Regions from separate parts of the Zea mays genome. Here region 1 is linked to region 2. A link is a contact called in public Hi-C data. All regions are on one chromosome and are shown on one strand. Each heading gives the region's core, a stretch centred on a gene start, on an enhancer-like site or on the middle of the called end of the contact. The rest is flanking DNA. Distances are from core to core; before and after follow the strand shown. Region 1 holds the start of LOC100382351 (DNA binding). Region 2 holds the start of LOC103637334.

Region 1 (6,441 bases), core at 1,660-4,159, 170 kb before region 2:
TCAGGTGGATGAACAGCAGTAGTATTAGCAGTTTCTGGGAATTTTTCGTGGGTAATTAGTATTAACCAGTATTATAATCATGTAGGGCTTTGTCTTATCTTTCCAATGAGTACTTATGTGCTTGATTTGGAATTATATTTTAAAAGATATCGCTGTTTGAATCCGGGTATGTTGCTGTCAAAAAAAAAAAAACAGATTTTTCAGGTGGGTGAACAGCAGTAGTATTAGCAGTTTCTGGGAATTTTTCGTGGTTAATTAGTGCTAACCAGTATGATAATCATGTATGGCTTTGTCTTATCTTTCCAATGAGTACTTATGCGCTTGAATTGGAATTATATTTTAAAAGATATCGCGGTTTGAATCCGGGTATGTCGCTGTCCAAAAGAGAAAAAAACAGATTACAGGGTTCATCTTGTGAACTGTTTTGGGCTAATTAGATGTTGGAATTTAATTATAAATTGTATACAAAACTTGTGGGGAATTTTATGTAGATGCCTCTGGAGTTTTTGTTTGTTACCAATGCTGTCATAATTTTGAAGTTATGAAATTATTAAGCAGCGCCGCTGCAGTTTGGTGGGTGTGGGGAGAGATGTAACCCGCGGCGGGGTTTGAGTTTGTGCGTAGGTGCGGCGTCGTTTATGAGCCTGGTTATGTGAAATTGGTGCACTAAGTTGTGTGTCAAAAACAGGTGGTGGACTTCCGGATCGTACTTAGGGATTTGCCCAAACTTCCGGTAAAGGCAAGTAAATACAGTGGTGGTTGCTACCGTTTGGTTTGCATCCTATTCCCTGTCATTGAGTATGCATAAGTTTTAAATATGTTAATCATTGAATTCTATGATGAAGTTTATTTGTTCGAAAGTATTAATTCTCAATTGTCTAATATTGTGGATGATCATGATTTTGTAATGATATATGTGGTTGATTCCCATCATGGATGGAGTTGAAGTATTTTTTTTGAATCACGTTATATGAAGTGTTGTAGGCATGTCATGCACATTGCATCATCCATCTTGCATTCTGAAGTTATGTCGTGATCTTATGGTCCGACTGTACCGGTACATTTTTAGCATCGTACGTTGCCCGAGGAGGGGTACGATGCGGCTTCATATCCTTAGAGGTATGAAGGCAGAAGTCATCCTTGCATTTGCAGACATTTGCACTCATGAGGTATATATGAAGTGTGACATTACTATGTTACTATTGTGGTTTCTACCTGCGAGGTGTGGTGACTAGGTGTGTTGTACGTTGTATACGTGCTGCACCTTCGTAATAAGAAGGTTGTGGAATCAAGTGGTGGTAAAACAATGTTCTTATGTGGTTAAACAATTTGATATTATTTTACTTGCTGAGATGTGTCATCTCACTCTTGCATTACTCAATGCAGGTACTTGATACATGTTGGGAATGAGGGGAGTAGCAGCACGTCCACTTTCACTCTCACAATAGCGCTGCCCAGGCGCAGCCATGATTTAATTAGAAATTTATTGTCAAAGGAAGTTTGTTTTTTTAACTAGTCGTGCGCACTAGTTAATTTAGTTCATGTTGTATGTTTAACTTCTCTTTGCTAGCCGATTAATAATACTTAGTATGTTCTTGTCATGATATATGTTTATACACTGTTGCTCCCTCATTTATGCAATTTTGCAAAGGGGATGCTGCCGAAATTTTATATATAGATGTCAGAAGTGTTGTTTAGTATCATTCCGGGGTGTTTGTGGACCTCGGGGTGTTACAGAGGAGAAGTATTCTCAAAGTCAGATCGAGTTGAGTCAGGTCTCTGCGGCTTTGGATGATGCCAACGCTCTGAGTTCTTCTCTTCATGCTCAGCTTGACTCTGAGAAGGTAGCTTTCGAACCTGTGCTTCGCCTTATCATGCTCTTGGATTCTGAATGAGTTGATTTTTGCTTGTAGGAAGAAAAACGCATCCTTGCTGCTTCTCGCGACAACTTGGACAGACTGTACCGAGATTCCAGCAACTCGCTGACCATCTTGGAGAGGAGCCACCGTTTTACGATGGAGGAGCTTGACAACCAGCGCCGTCAACTGCAAGAATCCTCGGATGAAGTGGCCCGCCTTACACAGTTGCTATCGGCAAAGGATGCCACCATCAAGGGACTCCGAGCTTCTAAGAAATCCATTGCTCAGGAGTTAGAAACTGCTCAGCAGGCTGTTAAAGTTGCTGAAGAAGCTGCTGTCACTTTCAAAGCTCAACGCGATAAGGCCCTGGACAAAGCCATTCGGGCGGGACGAATCTTGATGAGAAGACCCGGCGTGGTTGTCCCTGAAGATATAAAAGCCGATGTGAATGCTGCCCCTGATTCCTCGAATCGCCCCTCTTCATCAGTCGTTCCTGAAAGAGACATTGGAAAATAAAGAAACAGTTCGCGTGCTCTGAGCGCGCAGTTGGCATGATCAAGTACTCGTTAGAGGTTATCGGCTTATCATTCGAGTAACGTGATTACTCCCTTATTGTATCAGAATTTATTAGTTTGCAAGTTTGTGGTAACGCTGCACGATGATTATGAAATTTGTTTGTGGGATATGGAGATCATCCCTTGAACTGCATAAGCGCGAGTCTGCTATCTCTACTATACCTTAAGGGTACAACGAGGGCGTCCACAGGCACCGTGCCCCCGCCGCGGTGCCCCCGGCCTCCCTCTCACTGCGCGTTCGCATTCGCCAATTCCGCCGCCTCCTCCTCCTCCTCCCCTGTGTCCGAGATCTCGCATCCGCTCCATCTATGGAAGGCCACCACACGCCGTGCCCAGCCATCCTCGGATTCCGCCACCCCATCCTCGGATTCCAAGCGTCGTCCACCCCACGTGCCCCTGCCCGACGACCCCGTTCCTCGCGGCGCTTGGCTTCAGCGCCGCGACCGCCGCGCCATCCCCACCCAGCACCCATCCGCAAACCCACTCCCATGACTGCCCCCGCCTGAAGACCCCGTTCCCCGCGACTTCGGTGCCGCGACCATCGCGCCATCCCCACCCATCCGCAACCCCGCTCCCCCGCCGCGCCATCCCCACCCATTCACAACCCCATCCCCTGCCGCCCCTCACGTGATCACCCATTCGCGACCTGCCCCCTCCCCTCCCCCGATGGGACAGGGAGCAGCAAGGTCACCACCGGAGACGACCTCGATGGGTGGCGGCGCCGAGGACGGAGGTGGTGTCACAGTCTATGGGAGGAAGGAGATCATGATGGGGGAGCAGTGCCAGTCGATGGACTTCTCTGGGGTCATCTACTACGACGCTGAAGGCCACCACGTCGCACAACCGCCGCCGCGGCGCTAGCCTGATGCCCGCCTCCGTGACCTCGCCGCCAATGCCCACACCGCGCTCGTCTTCAGTGGGCTGGACAGTGATACCCCGCGACGGTGGTGTAGTGGGAGTGGGACGGCGAGGAGGTTAAGGGCGGCGACGGCGAGGTGCAGAGCTCCTACGGGCTCCGCCATCAACACTATGGATACACTCCAAGAGGCCCCTTCAGGTGAGCTTCAGTTTCTCCACGGGCAACGGATCTTGATCGGCCTTAGCAGCTTAGGCTAACTACAGCGGCCCCCTCCCCTTCCCCCTCAGCTCCATTGGAGGCTACAGCTGCCCTCTACACTATACAGTTTACAGTATATTTCTTCTTCTCGGAGGAGGATGAACAGATTTCCAGCACCCTGTTTTCAACACCGAGGAGGATGAACATTCTACGAAATCAAAAGGACCCCTTAAGTTCTACAACTCGGAGGTGTGTATTTTTGCTGATTTCACTCCTTTGCATTAGAACTCAAGCTGTTTCCTGATTCTATTCTATTTCTATATTTTCAGATCCACACGACATCATTCTGTTTGTCCTCTTTTGCAAAGAGGGTAATTGAGTCAAAGGCAGTGTACCGAGGCACCTCCCATTGGAATGGCGAGTGCTGATCTGAATGGGAGATATTTCTATTACTGAGATTCAGACTCCAATACAATATAGGTATATTTCGCTCACACCATACTGCCTCAAATTATATGGATCTACGTAGCTTTACCTCTATTTATGTGTTAATTGACATTGAGACTCCAATACAGACTTATTTAGCTTTTAGACTGCTGCAAATTGAATTAATAGGCTTTCTAGGACACTGCATGGCCTGAGCATTGCCACAGAAATAATATCAATAATTTTTTTCCTAATACCCATAGGTTTTACACATACAAAAGAATATTTTATACCTTTGCAACTAAGAGATTAATCGAAAAGCAGGATCAGGTTTACACCTTTTCACCTCCCTTGCAACCACTGGCAGACTGTATACACTTTACTACTACATGTCTGCATCATCACATTTTTTGTAGTCTTCACCTATCATTTTTTGGTAACTTAATATTTCCAAAATGTATCAACTCCAATTTTTATTTTCAAGTCATCGGTCCAGAGTAAGGAGAAGACTGAAGAGCATAAACAGATGCAAGCTAACTTATAAACATATACTAAGCAAATAAGGACACCCCTTTATAGACAAACATTCATGTCAACCTGATATTGTTTCTAATTTTTAAGAAATTGGAACCGACGAAAGGACACTAAGAATAGATAGAAGATAATGTTACTCCCTTAAAATATTAGAAATTTCTACAAATAAATCCATAGTCTCAAACGAATTACTAATTAGAATAAAAAGACAAAAACATGAGTATATAAATTGGTGATTGTATAACTACATCCCCTAATCTCTACAAACATACACAATAGGAGCATGTCTGATATAATATAATGGCTCATGGATTCAAATAGAAACTCCAATATTATCAGGGAGTCCTTTGGATAGGCATAAATCAGAAGAGATAGTCATAGCAGATAAAAATACTTTGACAAACCTTTAGAAGTAACGAAGGTAGATAATAAAATTAGCTACAAATGTAATTAGGAGAAGCATAGTGTACACCTAATCAGTCCATACTTTGTAGTTACTTAATTCGGAGCGGTGGGCGGCCGCTCCCTGCCCCCGCTCCATCTCGCCAGAGAAGGCAAAGATCTAGCTGCCAAGTTCTCTCTGTGTGAATCAAACGATACGTCCAAGTATGGATCTGAGTCCCTAGATCTACATGTATAGGTTCAGAGGACTATGTTCTATATTACAGCTTCTGCTCAACGCCAAGTAGATGTATTGGTGGGCCTGCTTCTTCAACATCATCATCTCCTCACCCGATGCTGCTTACCTCTCCTCAGTCCTCACCACTCCCCTCATGGTGAATGACCCTTCTGGCAGTTTTCCCAAATCAAGTCTGAATCGAGCACTTCAGTTGAGAGTAGTCACTCTGGAGTAGAGCAATGGAGAATTCATTTGCACCTCTACATATTTTTCAGTGGCACACATTTCTCTTAATGTCAACAAATCACAAAGAAGGGGATCTTGTTTATGTTAGTGGTAAGGTTGGTGAATAACCCTTCTGGCCGTTTTCCGTAATTATGAAGAATGCATGCATGCCTTTTTGTTCTTTCTTTCTTTCCCTCCATTCGCATGTCAGTGAGTTATTTTTCTTTTGAGCTTTGACAGGTGGGTGTACCAATTTACTTAGAAGGAACAAAAGCTATGGAAGAGGCAAAAATCAAGAATATTGAAAGGTGGGTGTACCAGTTTACTTAAGACAGCCTCCAAGCATTGTTTCTGCACCGATTTATGAATAACTATAATATTATATCTATGCAATTGCCAATATTAAGAGTACATCATTTGCATCTGTTATGATCCCTTCTATTTTCTTATCTATGGTTTGTTTATATATTGTGAGATTGACTATTGCGAGAGCATCAGATGTTTTCTAAGTGAGAAAGAGAGATTTCTCATGCTTGTATGTTCAACTTCACGGTTAGTTTGTTTTCGTCCTTCCCTTTGCTTGAGCTTGGACGGATGGATGAAGCTGAGAGAGCTGCTTGATAAAAATGACTTCTGGTCACAGCATAATGTATGTCCTTGATGTGGTTGTAGTTAGTTTCAGTAGTTAAAAGCATCTCATAGCTACCTTTGAGCAGATTTAGTCTTTAACAACCAATCAGGCACCAATTCTAATTGTTTCTATGTTCTTGAGGATGGGGGTTGTGTGATTTTACCTATCTATTGTGTTGCTTTAGAAGTAGATGTGATTTTGTGTTTCTTCAAGAATGCTCATACAATGTAGGAACTTATTCTTACATGATCAAATGTTTACAGCTGACTGTACCAGAAGGTTCTTTTTGCAACCTCAATTTGAGATTTAAGGTCGGATTACCACCAGAGGCAGTATACAATATCATAATCGAGGCGGGCAACAAGGGCTTGTGGATGCTGGACATCCTCAAGAAGTTGCTGATGGCCCCCAACATCGCCACCAAGGTCGTGCGCACCCTCGTGGCAAGCGGGCTTCTCAAAGAGGTCAGCGACGTGCGCCACCGCAGCAGGAAGATCTTCATGGCCACCGACTTC
Region 2 (7,043 bases), core at 434-2,933:
TCAAGATCATCACAGTTATTTGGAAAATGAGACCTTTCGATTTCAAGGGCATGCATAATGGCATCCTCTCTGCGAACATATCTCCCTTCAGTATGTGTCTTCTTTTGCCGGCGAACTAGAGCCTTGGCTTTTTCTATACATTCATCATATTCTCCACAACGAAATGACTTCACACGTTTAGATTTCTCAAGATTATACCAGTCACTGTGGCAAAGTCCAACACAGCAAGTAAGATAGACTGATGATGTTCAGTGCTACAGACAGAAAATATCTGAAAATGCAACGGAAGTGTGATAAACATTAATCTATGCACTTGTTTGGGAAGTTAAAAGCGAATACTGAAGCCTAAAACATGCATACAACTTCAAATGATCAGCTCACCAGAATGAATAAAAATTTCAAATCCAACTTCATATAGGGTAATATTTTCTTAGTATTAGCACAATTTCTAAACTACAGAAAGACTTGGAGAGTATGTTCCTAGATCAAACATACACCAAAAAAATAGACAAGTCTCTGTGCATGCAATTTTAATCTATGTCTTAGCTTTAAGAAATGCATGAATTTGTTTGCCGCCCCCCCCCCCCCCCCCCCCCCCCCAACAAAAAAAACATGCATAGAAACGTAAGCTTCTCCTTATCACCTAAGGGTTACTTATGATACCTATATTACTCTCTAGGTTCAGGCAACAGGGGGCTGAGAGATACGTTCAATTGATGCTGCCACCATGTGTAACAAGAACAACATCTAGAGGTAAGGGTAAGCACCCCTATTTAGATATGGATGCAAACATCCAAAAAAAACATATATATTTCAGTGATAATAATTAGATTGAGTTAGCTATACACTTCCGAGGCCCTAAGATCAATCCAGCATACATAGTACCCTCCTTTTTGAATTTCTCAATTTCTCATTGTACCTAAATCAAAAGTTTCACCCAAAAAACGGTTCCTTGCTTGACTTGAGAGTGAACACAACATGAGAGAGTTATGCAATGACCATTAGACCAAGGAGAAAAAGTAGCGGCAACAGATCATCAGAAGCCAGAAGAATCAACGCATGAACAAGGAGCATAACAAATTGATTACAGAGAGCAACAGGGGTAGAGCGAGGGTTTGTACGGACATGCTGCCGTCTGGGCGGCCGAGGAGCTTGATAGGTGTGCCGGCAGAGCGCGGCGGGATGACGATGTTCTCGGGAAGCTCGCCCATGCCGAGGATCCGGCCAGGCCACCAGGATCCGTTACGGCGGCGCACCCAGACGAGCGCTCCGACCTCGGCGTCCGGCCCCGTCACGCCGCCGGGCCACTCCTCTCCCGCGCAGCTCCCCATCACCCTGTATGTATGCAACCCCTATCTCACCACCACCACCACCACCACCACCACCATCGCCTCTCCTCTCGCTCCTCCCCCAACTAAAGTCAATAAACCTCCTTTTTCTTGTCCAAGAGATCAGGAAGAGCCTTAGGAACCGAGAAACGGCTTGTAGGAGATGGCTCTGCGAGCCCGGGTAGCGGCGACGGCTGCCTCCTGGAGGCGGTGGTTCTCAGTGTGCAGGTGGGGAGAAGAGGTGGAAGGAGCGGAGGGGGCAGGGTCCCGGGAAGGAGGAAGAAGGGATTGGGGGCACAGGGGTGTGCGTTGGGCCGTTTTGGGTGCTCACGATGGAGCAAATGGGCTCCGAGAGGACCCAAAGCCCATTTTCAAAGACAGTATCAGTACGTCACGGTTAGAATGAAAACAGACAGAAACGGTATAGAAAATCTCTCACGTTTTCGTTACCATATTTTTTTATCGAAAACGGGAGCGAGGACAGTTTAGCCGAAAACGAAAACGGTTACAGGATATACAGTTACACAAAACAGATTAAAACGAATGGATATGCAACAAAAACTCTAAATCTAAACTTTGTTCATCAACATTCTTCAATAATCGACCCTAAACTTGTGGATACATAAGATAAGACGGAATATCATGTACAGTTGTAACATGTTAATATAATAGCATCAAATATTACGCAAGCATGCCATAGAGGTTACGACTAAGCTAGTATTTTTTTGTATTTTTATTTTTTTGCTACCTAAAACGGGATTCTGAAAATGGGGAACACGGGAATATCCCAGTAAAAAGTGGATTTCGGAAATACTGTCGGAAAAACACTGAATCGGTTTCGTTCCCGTTCCCGCAATATGCCATCCTGTTTCCATCACGTTTCTGTTTTTCCCGATGAAAATTATCCGAATAAAAATGGAACACGGTACCAGATGAACCAGGATTTTTCCTATTCGTTTTCATCTCTGATCACGGTGGAAAAAGTCTACGTGACCTTCTTCGGCTCTGCGACTCCAATTTACCTCCTCAGTTATAAAACCGTATGATGTCTGATTTAGCGATTTAGCGTCTTACGCTCATTTAGATAAAGACTTGTGTTTGGTTGTAATGACAAGACGGGACGAGATAGGATGATCTTTTAGATAAGGCTATTTGGTTGAGGATCAGGATTTGGAACACGACCATCTCAGTCTGTTCCCGGTTGTCCGTCAAAATTGAATAGACGAGAGAGGACGACAAGGGACATAGCTGTCCCTAACTGTTCCAGCTGTCCCACAACCTAATACACTATAAAATTTTATCCCATCATATTAGATATTTGAACATTAGTTACAAATATTAATTATAATCTAATTACAAAATCAATTATAAAAGTAAGGACTAAACGATAAGACGAGTCTATTAAACTTAACAAATTCATGATTGACTCATACAATGCTACAACAAAAACATTCGTTAATTATGTGTTAATTAGGTTTAATAAATTAACTATATAATTAGTTTTGTAATTAGAAATACTCGTAATTGGTATGACGTGTACTGAACTTTGGTCAGGTAACCAAATACCCCCTTACTCAACAACTGCGACGCTACATTAGCCATTCTATGTAGCACTACATCAACTATGAGCCCAAAAATGATAAATTGAACTTTCATGATACTATAGGAAGATCAAATGTACTTTATAAAAGAATCGTAAAAATATTAATATTACAATATTTTTATAAAATAAATATACATTTAAAATATATATTTATTATTTAAATATTAGTAAAAATGTATCTATATTGAGCTAGGAAAACTGGACTTTTTATCTTTGTACGTAGAATCGTGCTCTATGTTGAGCTAGGAAAGAATGATTTTAGAAAATACTAGCAAAGTGTTCAACACGTAGTTATAATTTCTATTTATTCTTAAGTATAAAATATAAAACAAAACTAAATTTGTATTATATTGGTTGTTAGTTAGATGAGTGTGAATGTGGGTTTAGAGTCAACAAACATGACTTGAATTTCTATTTATGCATAATTTTAGTATTTTTACTATTTAAATGTAGAAATGTAGGAGAACACAACATCGGTGGAAAACGAATCAAAAAAACTAGTGATTTAGGCCCTATTTGGAACAGCTCCAGCTCTAGTAAATTTAGTGAGTTGGTATAATAAGTCATTAGGTGCTTCAGAAAATCATGGAGCTGAAGCTGTAAGCCTTTAGAAGACATTAACATAAGTCATTTTATTTATTATTTAAATTAAATATATTTTTAAAAACTATTTAAATTGATATTATAAACTACGCTCCACAACCGAGCTAAAAACTGGAGTCATCCTAAACACTCTATTAATATAGCATAAAGTCCAGTATTTCAAGCCTGTCCAAACTACCATCTGCTCGACCACGTGCTCTCGACGTGTGCGTAGACCTACGATGACGATGATGGACGACAAAGCAATCGCATCCATTCGGTTGTTATGAGCTTTGCAAATGGAAATCTGACAAGTCGCATGTGCGAATGCTTCAATGATCCTGCACATACCATTTTCGTTATGTCCTTCGAAGAAGACATTGATAATGTAACATGATACATGTTATGTTATGAATATACAATTAGAACTTCAAATTATATTTTTATTTAATTTTAATCGCATGCCTTGATGGTTAAGCAAGATATTCTTTGAAAACTCACTATCGAACAAGAGCGAAAGGGTAGGGAACATGCGAACAAGCTAGTCATATAATGATTAGACATGTTCAAATATCGGGTCAAGTCGGATCAAAGTCGGTCGTGGGCCGTTTGGCACTGCCAGTACCCGACCCGTGTCTAGTGCCAAGTCAGATCGAGTTGGCTCGTGCTTCTCTGTTGGGATTGATCAGGTTTTTTGGCTTTGGGTTAGATTTTTTCGGGTTGGGTTAGGTTTTGGGTCAAAATCATGGCATGTGTCTGACCCGTGGATTGTTGCGGGTCAAAAACTATAGCATGTATCCACCCATTGTATTGGTCGGATCGGGTCGAGTTTTTTCGGACGAGTAGGTTCGGGTTGGTCGGGTAGGGTGGCACATGATTAGGTCTAATCATAATAGATTTGATAAAAGAATGGCTCCACGACATATAGAACAATGAGACGAATCTAGTGGTGTTGGTTTTCATAGGAGATGTTTAAGGTGGCTGAAAATGCTTACCAAAGTTAGAATTTTGAGTTTAGATCTACAGAGTAGGAGATGAGACCGTGAAAATAGAGACTCCATCTGAAAGGGCACTTCAAGATCAACATGGTGATGTATAGATACAGAGGTGAAACATCTAGGCTCTTGTTTAGGGTTTGGTAATTAAGTACAATGCTTGTAGACTAACCTTTCTATTGAGCATGTTACTAAAGGTAGGCTTGTTCATAAGAAGAGTTGAGTATCGTCATGAATATGGTTGATGGCATGTTAGAAAGTTCAATCAAACATGGCAAGAAGGTAAAGACTAGAGTGAGACATGGCTATGAAGAACCATATCCATGTGAGAGAGTGAAAGGGCAAGTTAGAGCCTTACGATATGATGGACTACCGAGGCGGTGAAGTGGAAGTAGCGAGTTTAGCACTGATGGCCCAAGGCAACGAAGAAGATCAAGTAAGGCAAGGGGATGGGCATAAATGCAATGTGATGCTTTGTGTGATCCATATCACTTACAAAGAAAAACTCAAGAAATTGATGATAATATCAAGTGGCTTAGTAAATATGTTGAACAATGTTTCCTTGTGGGCATTAATTTGAAGGAAACTTAAAATGCACAAGACAAAGGTATAAAACACAGGGTTTTTCATTTTGCCGAAAATGAGGTATTACAGAGAAGTTTAATCTGGTGAGGTTTACGATACATAGTCGTACTATCAAAGGAGCAAATTTGTTTGCATGTTGGCTATCTAGTGCCACTTGAGAAGTCCTAATTGCGTTGACATTAGACACGAGTGGGTTCAAAATAAATTTGAAACCCTTCACAAAATAATTTTGAAAAAAATACTAAGTGAAAGCATCTAGGCCCTCAATGGTTTAAGTTATTGATGGAAACATAAGATTATTATGACTAACATGTTTTTCAAAGAGGTAAATTGAAGTTAGGTCACATTAAAAGAGATTGTTTGGTTAATGTATGATTTTCATGCCCCTGAGTATGAATTCTATATCGATTTTTAAAATGATGGAAGATATGGTTAAGGATGGGCTAGTACTAAGTGTTGGTGAGAGTTCAGAGACACTTAGAATAGGACATTGTTTTTCCTTTAACCATACTATAGAGAGGGTATGGACTAGTAGCTTGACCTAGATAAGTCTAATAAGTTTAATATGATGCACAATAGTTGTCTTTAGCTCTAGGTAGCTTAGGAGAGGCCCAAAAGAAGTATGAATCAAAACCCATTTATAAAGTTTCTAAATTTGGACAAGTTAGAAGGATTTTTATGCGTCGAATCCTAAGCTTTAGGGTCATCGGACCACAGATGACTTATTCGACACCTCCATGTAGTCAAGCTAAGAAATACTAATTATCAGGCGTTTTTAAACAATTGGGAATTAGACCATTGAGTTGAGTCCAATGATCTGTGAAAATACACTAGATTGTTACAGGGCATATTGAACTGGTTTGACGACGCACATCAGACTTGTCTAACATCATGCATCAGACTATATGTTGTAATTATTTAAGTTATGGTTCTTTTTATAGGGTCATTGGACCCTATGAATAGTGATGACTTGAGACCAACGAGTTGGGTCGAGCAGCCTATGTTAAGTGACAAGAAAGGGTTTCACGATTGTCGGATTGGTCTAACGGTGAGTGTCAGACCATACATTTGTAGCAGTAACTCAAAGAACTAGTTGTGACATAGTACATACGAAGTTACCATTATGTCTCATTGAACCATGAGACATGGTTAGACTGGTGAACATTGGTTGGTCTGATGGTCACAAAGTATGTACTATAATAGCTAGTTGGCTTGTTGGGGCCTATAAATACCCCACCGATTGGCTCATAGTAGTGTTCTTGCCCATTTTAATAGTTGAAGCAACTCATATCGAGTGTGAGAAAGAGTCGTTGTCTAGTGAGGTGATTGAGAGTTGAAATTTGCATGGTTAGAAGCCTCATTAATGCATAAGAGAGTAATTAGTGTGCACACATTGATCTCGTTGAGCTTGGTAGAGTCAAGTGGGAGTTTGTGATTATTACTCTCTTGGTGACTGAGATCACCAAGATGGTTTGATAGCGATCAAGAGTACGATCACCTGGAGATTTTGTGGGTGACCTAGCTAGGGACTTGTACATGGTTGTGATCAGCTCATCATGCTTAAGCAACAAAGAAACAGCTGATAAAGAGCACTTAGTCCTTGCATGAACCAAGGGGGAGCAACACCCTTGCTCGTGGTGCTCCAATGAGGATAAGTGGCAAGTGTTGACTCACTAAGACCTTGACAAAAACATCAAGGAATCTTCTAACCTTTACTTTACTATACACATTTACATTTGAGTAATTTACTTCAAGAATTGTAATTATAATTATGGATTCTGGTATTTCCTCTTGGAGAGAGTACTTTTTAGGTTAATAACTTGGGATTATTGCTAAAACCTGGATCTCTACTAGTAATAAATACCTGACCAACTAAAAGCAACTGCTTTAAGCTTCACCCCACATACAACTAGTCCACTTTATCCAAATGGGACATTTGCTGAGTATGTT

What was found. A called contact is a pair of places that touch in the nucleus more often than the background predicts.
Region 1: a Hi-C map of tassel shows a contact between it and region 2, with 3 times the contacts expected there. The contact joins the promoter of LOC100382351 here to the promoter of LOC103637334 in region 2. A contact is called at or near these places in 2 of 25 Hi-C or Micro-C datasets (ear and tassel).

What each region holds. Positions count from the first base shown.
Region 1 is chr8:141,067,452-141,073,892 of Zm-B73-REFERENCE-NAM-5.0, reverse strand. It overlaps LOC100382351 (DNA binding), which reads left to right and starts at 2,909. Exons shown (of 5, transcript NM_001175097.1): 1 at 2,909-3,491; 2 at 3,581-3,740; 3 at 3,821-3,971; 4 at 5,536-5,603; 5 at 6,190-6,441. The coding sequence starts at 6,301.
Region 2 is chr8:140,898,723-140,905,765 of Zm-B73-REFERENCE-NAM-5.0, reverse strand. It overlaps LOC103637334, which reads right to left and starts at 1,683. Exons shown (of 3, transcript XM_008659553.4): 1 at 1,126-1,683; 2 at 1-204. The coding sequence starts at 1,331.